3 separate regions of the Mus musculus genome follow, and all the other regions are linked to region 2. A link is a contact called in public HiChIP or PLAC-seq and promoter capture Hi-C data. All regions are on one chromosome and are shown on one strand. Each heading gives the region's core, a stretch centred on a gene start, on an enhancer-like site or on the middle of the called end of the contact. The rest is flanking DNA. Distances are from core to core; before and after follow the strand shown. Region 1 holds the start of Cyp1a1 (cytochrome P450, family 1, subfamily a, polypeptide 1). Region 2 holds the start of Rpp25 (ribonuclease P/MRP 25 subunit). Region 3 overlaps Edc3 (enhancer of mRNA decapping 3).

The links. Promoter capture Hi-C pulls out the DNA fragments that hold promoters and counts their contacts. HiChIP or PLAC-seq counts read pairs in DNA pulled down with a chosen protein or histone mark.
Region 1: an HNF4G HiChIP or PLAC-seq map of pancreatic cancer cells shows a contact between it and region 2. The contact joins the promoter of Cyp1a1 here to the promoter of Rpp25 in region 2. A contact is called at or near these places in 4 of 39 promoter capture datasets (the SN4741 cell line, cranial neural crest, embryonic stem cells and 1 more), 2 of 484 Hi-C or Micro-C datasets (CD8 central memory T cells and natural killer cells), 5 of 115 datasets of contacts at active chromatin or transcription factors (embryonic stem cells, extraembryonic endoderm stem cells, microglia and 1 more) and 3 of 9 other capture datasets (adipose tissue, liver and pancreatic islet).
Region 3: a promoter capture Hi-C map of pre-B cells shows a contact between it and region 2. The contact joins the enhancer-like site here to the promoter of Rpp25 in region 2. A contact is called at or near these places in 6 of 39 promoter capture datasets (the C10 cell line, cranial neural crest, liver and 2 more) and 1 of 9 other capture datasets (adipose tissue).

Annotation. Positions count from the first base shown.
Region 1 is chr9:57,695,713-57,700,182 of GRCm38.p6, reverse strand. Cyp1a1 (cytochrome P450, family 1, subfamily a, polypeptide 1) reads right to left here and starts at 2,570. Exons shown (of 7, transcript NM_001136059.2): 1 at 2,484-2,570; 2 at 1-106. The coding sequence starts at 92. RefSeq lists enhancers at 3,050-3,070, 3,434-3,452, 3,545-3,563, 3,621-3,640, 3,355-3,711 and 1 more and a promoter at 2,510-4,211.
Region 2 is chr9:57,502,619-57,506,803 of GRCm38.p6, reverse strand. It overlaps Rpp25 (ribonuclease P/MRP 25 subunit), which reads right to left and starts at 2,702. Exons shown (of 1, transcript NM_133982.1): 1 at 1,357-2,702. The coding sequence starts at 2,567. The coding sequence ends at 1,968.
Region 3 is chr9:57,735,879-57,740,412 of GRCm38.p6, reverse strand. It overlaps Edc3 (enhancer of mRNA decapping 3), which reads right to left. Exons shown (of 7, transcript NM_153799.3): 5 at 370-523. Among named protein-coding and RNA genes, the nearest start is that of Clk3, 27 kb to the left of the region's middle. Within about 2 kb of position 3,157, at least 13 of the 459 cell types and tissues checked have an H3K27ac peak or open chromatin away from gene starts, as enhancers often do.

The DNA.
Region 1 (4,470 bases), core at 1,321-3,820, 190 kb before region 2:
CTGACCACCCAGAATCCAAGGCAGAATACGGTGACAGCCAGGAGCAGCTCTGTGGCTGACACGAAGGCTGGAAGTCCATACATGGAAGGCATGATCTAGGTGGCTGCTGAGAGGTGAGGCCAAAAGAAAGAAGGCATCAGACTGAGGGCGAGGGTATAAATATCCTAAAGTGTCAGGGGAAAGAGAAGCCTTCCTCCTGGAGCTGTTCCCTGGGCATAGAGCAGGACAGAGCTTGTGGAGCTGCCACTGTGTGCTGCAGTTCTTTCTTACTCCACATGCACAAAGGCTGAGGTCAGGTAGACTGAGCTCTCGTGGAGAAGTCTCAGTACCCGGGAAGCTCAATGTGGTTTTGTTTTATTTTTCACACAATATATTTTAATCATATTCTACACACACACACAGCACACACACATACACACACACACACACACACACACTCTCTCTCTCATTTTATTTTCAATCTTAGTCATAAGCAGATGAAGAAGGCTGCAGTAAGATTCAGAGACAGTAAGTAACATTCTCAAAGTTATGCAGCTAGGGAATGTTGTGTAAACTTTCAACCCAAGTAGCCCACTTCTAGAGCACCTCTCTTAATTGTGTGGCTTCAGTGGCTTCCAATCTCTGTGGTTTCCACTCGTCCCAATTTACCTTGTGTCTCCTAAAATCAGTTTTACATCCACTAGGCAACATCATCCTGAACAATGTCTGTACCTAAATACAGCTTTGATTTTCCTAACACATTCCAATAAATGTGCAACTAACAAATGTCACCCGAAAAATCTCTTTGGGTCTACCCATCACCCTTGAGGAAGCCGCCATCCTATCAGGAAATCAAGAGATCATTTGTTTCTTTGGCCTCATTGCTTACTCTAGCAGCAGGGAAATCAGCTTCCAAATGGGGCATTAGCCAGGGCTCACAGCTCTTAGGGAAAGTTCCATAGAATGTACAGCTGCTATCACAGATGCCTCCTTTTGAGAACGAAAACTTTTGAGAATCTGAGTTCTCAGTTCTTTACTGTTCTTCATCTCAGGATCTAAAGAACCCCATCAACCCCAGTAGAGGACAGGAATGGGAGAGGGTACAGGAAAACCAATGCCCAAGCCACCTTCCTCTCAGGCCTAGCTCCCTAAGTTCAACGGGGCCACACTTTAAAAGCCAAGGGAGACCAGCTAGACACAGCTCCAAGTAACAGTAATCCAGGCCAAGCTTTTTGTTGTGCTCAGTTCTCATGAATGAATAGTCTGGTCCTTCCCCCTCTTTTGCTGTCATAAGAAAGCAGAAATGAAAAGGAAGATTCCTATAAGGTTAGGGCTATAAGAAAACCACTGACTGGAGTCAGGAAAACTAGGAATGGATTTGAGCTTAGTTTTGACTAAGAGGACACTTTCTCTTTAGATTTATTCTAGAAAAAGTAAGCAAATTTAACATCTGCTCCAAGGCTCTGCCCAGTCAGGAGAGTCACATTGCAGTGAAGTACAGTCCAGGTCATCCTGGACAAGTCATATTAACACTGAGACTTCAGTTACATAACTGGGAGAGAGGGTAAGACAAGCTTGCCCAATTCATCTGGGAGGGAGGCACTGGCCCATACCTTTAACCCCAGCACTTAGGAGACAGAGGCAGGAGGAACTCTTGAGTTTGAGGCCAGCCTGGTCTACAGAGTGAGTTCCAGGACAGCCAGGGCTACACAGAGAAACCCTGTCTCAAAAAAACAAAACAAGCCAACAAGAAAGATTGCTTAATTCAGAGGGTACAGATCCTAGGAAGAGAAGATCTGAAGCACATACGATAGGAAGATGTACAATTCCCAAATACTACAGTCAGCTTGAAGCAGAGGGGCTTCCTGGAGGGGCTGAAAACACACTTCATAATTGGTGTCCCTAAGGAACCCTAACCTTTGGAAGGTGGAAGGGCCGAGGGAAATGTAACTGGTGTTTCCAGTTCCCTGAAGCTCTCAGTTTATGGAGCTGATGGTATCCCAGCAAGGATAGAAGAGACAGTCAGTGGGGTAGGGAGCCTCTCTAGCCTAGGTCAGAAACAGCTCTGACATGCTGCCCTTTGGGAGGGTAGAGGCTATTGGGGGTAGTTTTTAAATAAGACAGAGAACACCAGAAAAGCTCAGTGCATCTTCACTGTCCACCCTACACATCCAGAGAGGAGCCCTCACCCCCACTGGCAGTCCTGAGGAAGGGGCTAAAGGTGCAGGGAAGACGCCCTAGGAGGTCAGTGAGGAGGGGGAGGGGCCTGAAGTGGAAGGGTATCTCATTTCTATCTAAATAGCTGATACCTCTGGCCTCAGTTTCTCCCTTAAGGAATTTACCTGGTCACTAAATAAATAAATAAATAAATAAATAAAAGTGTAGTTCCCTGTTTTGAAGGAGCTACCCAGTAACTCTTCACCAAAAATTTCCTTTTCTTGGGAGGGAGGGAGGGAGGGAGGGAGGGAGGGAGGGGCAATCCAGGAGCCCCCCCAAGCACTCACCTTGGGCTGTAAGGAGGGACTGAAGTGAAGAGTGTTCTCTAGGACCCTAGGGAGGATCGGGGAAGCTCCAAGAACTACCACCTTCAGGGTTAGGGTGAAGGCACCACCACCTTTATAGGACTCTGTGTCTGTTGGCCACGCCTCCTTATCTGAGCCCAGTGGTGGGACCGAGGGAGGGACAGCCTTAGGGAGTGCTCTAGGCAGGGGGGAGGGGGGAGATAGGCAAGAAGCCATACCGGATACCTGATGTAGGTACAGGCACAAAAAAACATAAGAAAAGAAAAAGAATAAAGGTTGGGGTCACCACCCCCCACACTTTCAAGGTGCTCCATGGACAGTGCATAATCCCACTGAGGGAGGGGTTTGAGGAAAAATTCTGGGGTAACCTAAAAAGTAAGTACTGGGGCCTCCATTCCGGGTCATAGGGATTCCTTTTCACTATTTTTGCACCCCTGAAACATTCAGTGTGTAAGATCCTCTTGCCTACTACAAGCCAATGGGTGCCCGGGAAAGGCTGGTAGAGGGAGAACAGCTGGGTGGTGACTTTGCTTCCCTGGATTACTGAGTCCAAGCTCGCGTGAGAAGCGCAACGACCCCAGCCCAGAGGTCACAGGACAGGAAGGCCAGTGGCGCCATTGGACTGACTCTGTGCCCCACAAATTGGGTATCGGCCGAAGTTCGCGCTGCTTCATCTAGAGGGTGGGGATGGATGGCAGGCTTGCAGATCTCACCTCTAAGGGTCACCTTAGGCAAGCTGCAAGCCCGGGAGTCCCCGCTTGCAGCTCCCTGTAGGCTCCCGGGGCTTGCTAGTGTTGTGCATACATACTGAAGCAGGCAACACAGAGAAGTCGGGCGGCGGGTGCAGAGCTATCTAAGTATGGTGGAGGAAAGGGTGGAGGAAGGATCCACGCGAGACAGCAGGAGGGGGTCTGGGGCTACAAAGGGTGATGCTTGGCACGCACACAGGTTCCTGAGGCTAGCGTGCGTAAGCCTGCTCCATCCTCTGGGGGCAGAGGTCGGGCTGCCTGTCTCCGCCCCACCTGGCTGGGGACAAGGTGCCCCGGAGTTGCGTGAGAAGAGCCTGGAGGCCCGCGCAGCCACCCAGCTACCCAACTCACAACCGGGCGCGGGTCCCAGTGCTGTCACGCTAGCTGGGGGAGGGGAACCGTGGGTGAGGCTCTTAAAGGGCCAGCTCTCCTGGGGCGTTGGGGTGGGGTTTAAGAGATAGAAATAGTCTATGCTTTGCAAGGGCGCGACAAGACAGCGCCAGCGGTGCAAAGGGCCGGGTTTGCGTGCGATGCTCGGCTTCTGCCTGAGAGCAAAGGCCTGAACAGCGTGTGTCCACATTTTTAGTGGCAGGACACGCAGCACCACCCGGCACGCCTAGCTGGCTGTTTTGCAGGTGCTCTCTGGCCCTGAAGGGTGCTCCCAGAGTGAGATTAGTGTAAGAAGAACATCTGAACTTGGCGTGTCTAACTCAACCTGTTCCTAACTAACACCTTCACCTGCCCTCCCCTGTGAGCTCCCGAGCCCAGAAAGAACATTGATATCTGCTCTGTGACCAAGACCAGGAAAAAAAAACAACACTTCATCCACCCCCTCACCTCCCACTCTAGTTACATGCCGCCCTCATGCATTGTGCAAATATTCGCCAAGCTCCTACTATGCTGGATGCTGGTGATTGATGCAGAGGTGAAAAGGATTAACAATACTCCTTTGACGAAGCTTACCCGCTGCTATGGGGGAAACAGGTGATAAGTAACAAAACACAGAGACAGGCATAGTACAAAAAGAGCACTAGAAAGATAAATGATATGCAGGGGACAGTTTACAACTGCAAATGAGGTGGCCAGGGGAGTGCTCTCTGAGATAGCACTGAACAGAGGCAAGAGTGTCCAGTCAAGCCTCCCAGGTATCTCCCTGGAGGATGTTCCTGGTAAGAGGACCCACCTCATAGGCACAGTGTTTCCAGATGTTCTAGTTATGT
Region 2 (4,185 bases), core at 1,453-3,952:
TGGTTGTGAGCCACCATGTGGTTGCTGGGATTTGAACTCAGGACCTTACAAAGAGCAGTCAGTGCTCTTAACCGCCATCCCTCCAGCCTGATCTTTAATTTTTTGTATTCCTGTTTCCACCTCTAGATTCAGGTAGTACAGGGGTGCACCACCATGACAAATTTACATGGTGCTGGGAGTCAAAAAACAGACTTTATACATGCTGGGCAAATGCTCTCCCAGCCGAGTTACATCTTCAGTAACTTCAGTCTTCCATGCATCTTACTCCACATCAGGCCAACAAACACATCTAGATCCCCTGGCTCTCCCTAGGGATTCCTCAAGAACAAGAAATAGAGCTGGACAAATTACACACCTGTAATCGCAGCATTTGGGAGGCTAGGGCAGGAGGATCAGTTCTTGTCCAGCCTGCACTACATGGCAAGACCTCTCCTAAAAATAAATAATTAAGTCAGGAAGGTGGGGTGGGAGGTGAAAGGCAATGATCGACAGTCTGGATGACAAGAGTCAGTGATCCAAAACACAAGCAGAGATACTGGGAAGAGAGAAGAGGCTTCCCCAAGGCGCCCTCCATCAGCTGCAGAAACCCACGTCCTCGCCAGTAGGATTTATTTCAAGGTTCTACAGGCAAAGTGACTTACAAATTTATTCTCTCCCATCTCCTTTCCAGAGGTGCTGGGTTCCATGGGGTAGCATCTGCTCTGAAGATTCTGAGCTGTACGCTGCACAGCTCCCCAGCACACAGCACACCCCCGCCCCCTCCAGGCTTGGACTTGGGCTGAGAGGCATCTGAGGCTGTTATCTCTCCACACACAGCTGTGCAGGGCTGGAGGCAGCGGCTTATCAGGGAGCCCGCAGTGATTCACAGCCCAAGCTTCTCTGCTGAATAGTAATTTCCAGCAGTGGATTTGTGCTGTCTCTCTCCTCCCCCTCTCCCAAGGGTGTGCTGTCCTTTTGCAGAGAGAGGGCAGTGAAGGGGAGCTCCTACTCTTGGGGCTTTGTGCCTGCCTCTGGGTAAGAATGTCTACTGCGAGGAGCGAGCAAGGTTAGAACCTTAGCATGGTCTGCCGGCCTTGGCAGGCTGCCGCCTCCAGCTCATCAATGCTCCCCCCTCCTTCCCCTCCCAGAGAAGTAGCAAAACTGCTTCCTTTCCCTTGTGGTGATACAACAGTGACACAGACCCCGGCCCCCTCCACCACAAGTCCCTCTTTCAACATTTTGACACTGCCCCAGTCTCTGTGTCTGACCTTGAAGACTCCAAAGGCTAATAGGGTTGAAGGCAAGCATGCCAAAGTGGTCTCTGCACAGGCGAGTGGGTAAGGAAAAAGAAAAAAAGAACAAAACTGAAGACAGAGCCATTTTCACGTTTGTTTTATTGGAAGCAAGACTCCAGCAGGACTCGGGGAGGAAGCATGGCAGATTTTGTCCTAAGTCCCCTCTCAGCCATCATGCAAGGCGGGTGGGGGAGGGATGCTAAAAGGGAATTGCTAGGGTGTGTGTGTGTGTGGGGGTGCAGAATAGGGTCCGGACATTTTCAACTTGGCCATCCTCAAGTAATCAGCTCCGTAGCTCCCGCTCTCAGTTAACAGCAAAGATGATTTTTAAAGCCTCAACTGTCAGCATCCATGCATACTGGGTGCTTTTAACGTCTGGGTCCCCAAGAAAGCTCAAGAGTCCCACTACCCACCATGCTTCCCTAAAAAAGACGGCCTAGCAAAGGTGTGGGTGGTGTTCTGTGGCTTCTGGTAACATGTCCCACAAAGTTTCCTTGGACTTCAAGGATCCTCTCTTCTCATTCCTGAGCTCTCTCCTGTCGCCTTGGGATCCGCGCTGTCATTCTGAGGACCGGTGTCCAGGAACATGGGCCCCTTAAAACCCAGGTATGAAAGGTGCGTGTGTTGAAAGGTATGCAGGAGTGTTGAAGATATATGATTCAGTCGGTCTGGGTGGCTCAGAGGCGAGAATTCTCAGGCGGTCCTGTCCTCATTCTCAGCCTCTGGCTCAGGCTGAGACCGCTTAGCGGTGCCTTCTTCAGCAGCAGATTCCCCCAGGCTCCTCTTGGACGTCGACACCGTAGGAGGGGACGAAGGACCAGGACTGAGGTTCGGAGGCTGGTAGCCAAGTTGTCGTGGATCCAGTGCGTCCTTTGAAAGTAGGATGGCGAGGCTCGGTACATTCTTAAGTACACTGAGACTGGCGGCCGGATCGCTGGGCGTCTGACCCGGTGTGGGCCCAGGCGGGAGGCTCTGCCACACCTCGCGCACGCTCCGGTAGCGCAGCCGCGTGACCTGGTGTAAGCCCGCCAGGCGGCGCTTGAGAATCTCGGCGCACGTGACGGTCTTGGTGGTGGCCCGGCCGCAGCCACTGAAGACGATGGCGCGCGTGGCTGGCTGCGCCATGCTGGCGGTGGCGAAGGCCAGTAGGTTGCGGATCTTGCTGCCCTCCTTGACCCGCATGTGTACAGCACCGGGTGCCAGATCTGCAAAAGGGCCAGAGTTCGGGCTGCCACCCTCATCACCGTCCCCCGCCGGCGCCTCCTCCGAGCGCACCTTACGGAAGTTCTCCATGCGCCGTCGTCGCTGGGATCGCAGGTTTTGCCATGGGGCCGCCTCAAGCCCGGGGCTGCATGGCCGCGGGTCGTGCCGGGCGAGAGCTGGCAGGGATTGGGGTGCCGGCGCCGAGTGAAGGTTGGAGGGTGGGCTGGGAACGTGCAGTCTTCAGCCCAGACTTCTACAGGGTAGTGATGTTCTACTCTGCGCCCTCGGCACCTTGTGCTCCGCGCCTTTAGCAGAAGCTCCGCCTGGGAGCCAGATAGGACCCGCCCCTTCGCCCAGGACCCGCCCCAACTCTGCGTGACTTGTCCCAGTCCCTCCAGCCTTTGGGATCCAGCGCTGGAGCTCAGCGGCTGGGGTCACAGAGCCACGGGTGATTTGGGAGGTGAAGTTCTCCGAAGTCACCATCTGTTCTCCCTGAACCAGACCTTATGCAGGAACAACCTAAATAAATACTATGCTTAAGGTTCAAATGCCGACTCAAGCCTGGTCCCTGAGCCCTGCGGGGTTCCAGCGCAAGGGCATCCCTAGACCCCTCCTAGGTAAGAGATCTCCAAACCACCTTTTGGGGCTTCGCTACTCCACCCCTCCAGGGACCTCCCTCCCGTTCTCTTACTATATTTTTGCGTCAAGGGCAGCCAGTGCATGGTCAGCAGAGAGTGGGAGGCGTTGGCTGCGGCTGCACGCAGCGCCTTCCCTGGGCTGGGACCGCTACGTCGTGGCCTGGTCCTTGCGTAGCTGCTTAGAGAGACACTAAGCTTTGCTCCTCCTGATCATACCTCCAGGCTCCCGGCACCTATGCACCTCTGAAATGCAGGAAGTGATGCGTTGGGCCAGCCTAAAGTGAATGGGGAACAGGAGACCATTTCTTCCAAGGCGTTAAATTCTTATATTCATGCCTGAAAGTCCTTTACTGGAGCTGCATACATGTTTATGAGCGTGGCTCAGCCCGAGCTAACGCCGGATTCCTGACTTCCAATTCCAGGTGGAATTCCTTGCCAGTCAGCCTTGGCCTCTAGAAATCCAGAGGGTTGTTTTTGTTAAAAGGAGACTGAGAGAAGACAGGTTTTAAGAGGTGGGAGGCAGGGTGGAGTGCCTTGGCGGAATGTGTGTGTGTGGGGGCGGGTACTTGCAAACTCTGGGAACTCCACTGAATCTGAGCAGAGGCTCGGGCTCTGCTGCGAGGTGAGGTGGGCAGTAGAAAGATGAGGTCTGATCAAAGCAAGACTGTTTAATAAGGAGTGACCCTGGCCTGGGGCCACGCCCTCAATATTCAATCCCGTTTCCATGGAAAGGCAGGGAGGGAATCAGACAGACGTGGGAAGCACCGGGAAGGAAGACGCACTGAGGACTGTAAGGAACGGTGTTCTCAAAGTATCAGCAAGATGGTGTTTGGATGAGCACAGCATCAGTCTAGGGGGAGAGCTGCCCGGCCCTCCTCTTCCTCTTTGCTATCTGTGACAATTCTCAGCCCCTCAGCTCAGAACAACGAGCTTATATCTCATCTCTTCTTGGAGTGTGGCTGCAGCAGCTGGACTTTTTATTTTTTATTTTTACCTCAAGTGTGAGTGACTGGCTCCAATCTCCTGCTCACACTCCAGGAGTGTGCCCCGAACTGGGACTCTGCCCTGGA
Region 3 (4,534 bases), core at 1,908-4,407, 230 kb before region 2:
CGGTGGCCTTTGGGCAGGCAGAAACCACCTCCTCCACTAGGGTGTCAGGGGTCTCTAAATGTCCTCATCAGTCTGCATTCAAGGCTGATGTGCTTTCTAGTGAAAGGCCAGATCTCTGCAAGGCGTCTCAAAGCCAGACCTGACCATCAACGTGGATCTCACAAGACCAGACAGCTGCTGTCAGCAAAGAGGGAATAGTAAGGACTTCCAGCAGAGAAAGGGCAAAGAAAAAAGTTAGCAGCGTCAGAGGCTCATAGGGGACAGCAGTGACCGCCTGGCAGCAGCTCCTATGTGCATGTGAGGTGTGTGGGCTGACCAGGCAGGGCACTGCCACCTCATATTCAGCACTGCCAGTCTAGAGACACTCACCTGTTGGGTCCTCCAAGGAGAGTCAGCGCCATCTGACTGGCACACACACCAGTCATCTCAAGTCTCCGCTCTAAGGTCAGCCCATGCTTCTCAGCCACAGACAACAGCTTTTTATGTAGCTCATAGGAAACACTTGGGACTACCAGGCCAGAGTCTGTGGTAAAAAAGAGGCAAGGAGCAAGGGAAATTATTATAAAAAATCAGGTCCAAAAATGTGGGCATTCTATACAGATTCTGCAAATGCCAACTTTTTCTTTTTCTCAAAGGAAACAGGACTTTTCATGTAGCCCAAGCATAATCTTGTTACGTAGCCAAAGATGACCTTAAACTCCGAATCCTCCTGTTTCCACCTTCTAAGTGCTGGAATTACAATAAGCACACACTTGCCCAGTTTATTCAGTATTGAGAATTGAACCCAGAACTTTGTATATGCAAGGCAAAAACTCTATCAAGTGAGCTTTATTCTAGGCCAAATGCCAGCCTTTTAAGAATATGCCTTTCTGGGGAGGTTGTAGTACGCCTTTAATGTCAGCATTCTGAAGGCAGAGACGGTCCAGTCTCTGTGAGTTCGAGGCCAGCCTGGTCTGCAGAGTGAGTCCAGGAAAGCCAGGGCTGTGTAGAGAGCCAGCCTCCTCCTCCTCCCTGAGGCACAGTGTACTTGAGAATACATGGCAACCTACATTACTTGTTCTAGATCAGCAGTTCCCAACCTGGGTCACAACACGGAGGGCACGGAGGAGGGGAGAGGGGAGTGGGGTGGCAGCGGCAAATGCCTTTGCGCAGAGGTGGCCTAAGACCATCAGAAAACAAAATATTACAATTCATAGCAGCAGCAAAAGTACAGTTATGAAGTAGGAATGAAAATTATCTCATGTCAGGGGTCACCACAGTGCAAGAAACTGCATTAAGGACTGGCAGCACTAGGGAGGTTGAGAGCCACTACTCTAAAAGCAAGGAGGAATGTGCTCTCCCTCCTCAGCAATCCAGCTTAGGCCACTATAGCATCCCATCACAATAAAACAATATCTTTTCCTAAAAATGGAAAAAGTCACCTTGAACTTTAGAGTTTTCTTCACAAACAGGCTGCTCCTCTTTTCCAAGAATCGGAACAGATACTAATTCATCCTCTGACCCCTTTAAACACTGCCATTCTTATCAATTTCTTGGTAGGAGGTCACACTCATTTGCTCTCTGCTTCCTCTTATTTCTCTCTTCCAGGTAGTTCTTCCTCTTAGCTTAAGAAATTCAGCCAGCAACTTGTTTTCTCAAGTAACATTGTCACTTTCTCCCTATGCACACTACCCAACCTTCTAGCCATCAAGAAGGTCTACAGTGAAACAACGTCAAGCTTTACTTAAAAGAACATTTTTTTTTCATTCACCAGAAACAAAATTCTAAGAGTTCTGAAGTTTATGTGGTACACATCACATATATTAGCGCCTGCAGACCAGTAACATCTTAGAGGTCAGGGAACCAAGCACAAAGCAACACCAAAGTAAAAACTTGTGATCTGAAGCCCTTTCCTTAATAACATAGGTCTTGTTCTCCCAAAATAACAATGTCATCTTCCAAATGCAATGGCCCAGAAAAGCAGGTCCACTGCCAGGAAGACCTTTTAGCTTCCCTGTCTGAACTGGGCTGGAGAGATGGCTCAGAGGCTAAGAACACTGGCTACTCTTGAGAATACATGAAGACCTATGTATCCAGACTGGAATCCCAGCACCCACATGGCAGTTCACAATCATCCATAACTCCAAAGAATCTGACACTTCTGGCTTCTGTGGGCATTCATATATGTGGTAGTCACACATGCAGGCAACCACCCATACACACTTAAAAAACACAAACAACAACAAAACAGGCTCTAGTAAGTCATCAGAGGATTGCATGCTATCTGTGTCAGGCATTTTGGATCCCAAATTCTTAACTCCTTCAAGTAGGGTAGTGACCCTTTTATATCAATAAATAGCCATGATTCACTGAGCTTGTTGCATCTCTGTCTTTAACACAGGCATGGTCTCACCAATTGGTCAAATGTACAGACACAAACCTCACACTATTTATGATCTAGTCTAAAAACATTAGTTTTCTTGTGGATTTATCATCATCCCATTGCTCTAGCATTCTGATTAGAAAAATCTGCCTGCCCACTGGTCATTTCTAGGGAAATTTCATTTATTTCTATTATGAATGCAGCCTTGGATGTGTAGATTGCCCAAACCAGACACAAGAAGGATATTTGCTGTGGGTTTTGGCAAAAGGAACCAAGTGGAAAGCCCAAGTCTATGGCATTTAGGCCTGTGTCTTCTCAAGTAAGGCAGAATAATACAATTTAATGTAAGGAAGACATAATGAAAATTGCCTAACATTTGTCAAAATAAATGTCAGCTGAGTGCTTCTGCCTGCCTGCCTCTCATGTTTGTTATGGGCAGAGGTGACAAACAGTGCCATTAAGAACAAGAGCCTCTCTTTCCACCCCTTTCTAAAATGTAAGTCACTGGGGTCCCAGGTGCCAAGGCTAAAGGTGCAGCCTGACCTTACATGTCAAAAGCTGATTAAAACGGCCATGTTTAATGGCCTGCTTTAGACAGACACATATTATCAGAACTAATTAGGAAGCCCTGATAGCAGTAAAAAGGCTGGCTGAATTTTCAAGACTCCTAAGCTGTCCTGTCCAATTAGCTGCACACCTACCTCAAAAACCTCTTTACCTCCAAAGTCATGCAAAGGAGAGCTTTCACTCTGTCTACACTCCCTCACCTACTTACCTGAACAAGTACGACTGGTTTAAAATGGGTGACCTGCTACACTGTAAATCAAGCTTTTCAAGCTCTTATGCTGTACAGACAGGACACTCTCTGGGAACAAGGAGATTCATTTTCAGCCGGTTCTCCCCTCACAGTCTTAGAGAATATGAATGAAGCTCTGGAGATAAGGGGAAACAAGCAGTTTCTACCCTGGCTAGGTGCTACTCCAGCTGGGAACAGAGTCTCCTACCGTCTCCCCCGGTCTGTAATGATGGCTGGCATAGTTTGATAGCTAGCCTAGAGTGAGGTGGGGTAGGATCCTCTCTGCCTGCGGTCCTATGCTGGGGACCTTACTGGAGCCTGCTCTGTTTGCTTCTCCAAAAGGAACACACAAGAATCCAAAAAGTTCCTCTTAAACATTTATAAATAAAGTTCAAGAAGCTAGACAGGCTTATCAGAAACAGGCAGGAGGAATAAAATAAGCCCCAAAGGAAAGGAAGCAAGAACATAGCGTGTATACTGCGAACAATAACACTGGCCATCTGAACATGGGCCAAACCTAATTATGTTTGGGTTGGAAGGTGGATCTTTATTGTTTGCAAATCAAGGCAGTCAAATCAGTTGCTGGGTTTCTCTGAATATCGTATTTTACAGCTGTACTGACTAAAGGCAGAGCTAACCGTATCCAGTCATGACAAGCGCAGCATTTGTAACGCTCCCATTAACTTCTAGGTATCATGGAAAACAACTCAAGCGCACACTGCATAGGCCAGGAAACGAGGCTCCTCTCTGCACACTTCTACAGCCTGGCTGGGCTGACTCTTGGGTCGTAGGACCCAGTGGTCTAGCACTGCATGTGTCTGCCACTCCCATACTGTCACTTGTGCACTCTGCCTTCCGGTCCACAGCACTGCAGACTGTGTCTCCTCACAGACACACCTGTCCTGATACTCTCCAGGCCCCAGTCCGGCAGTACTACATCCAAGCTTCCCTCCCGTCCACCCCGTCCAGCCTTCCTCCTGCCTGACTCTTACAGCCAAGTGCCTCTCAGTGTAATGCAATCTTTACACAAAGGTGGCTCCTTAGTGGGAGAGGTTCTGTGCCCTGTATCTCATCAACAATGGACACAGCTCCACTGATGGGCAAGGGAGTCCTCTGGATCTGTGAACTGAGTCTATTCTGTGGCAGTCCCAAAATGGGGAGTCTCGGGGTAAGCATGTCTTCCTTTTACGTTTCAAAACCACCTGCAAATTAGCACCTTCAGACTAGCAATGTATAGGCAGCCCCTCCAGATCAATATTAAAGCTACCACAAAATGCAATGTGGCATCAAAAGGAATTGTTAAGAGAAGCCTAATACTATAACAAACATTATCCTGGCACAGGAGGCCTTCCGTTCTGGCTGCATCTATCCCACAT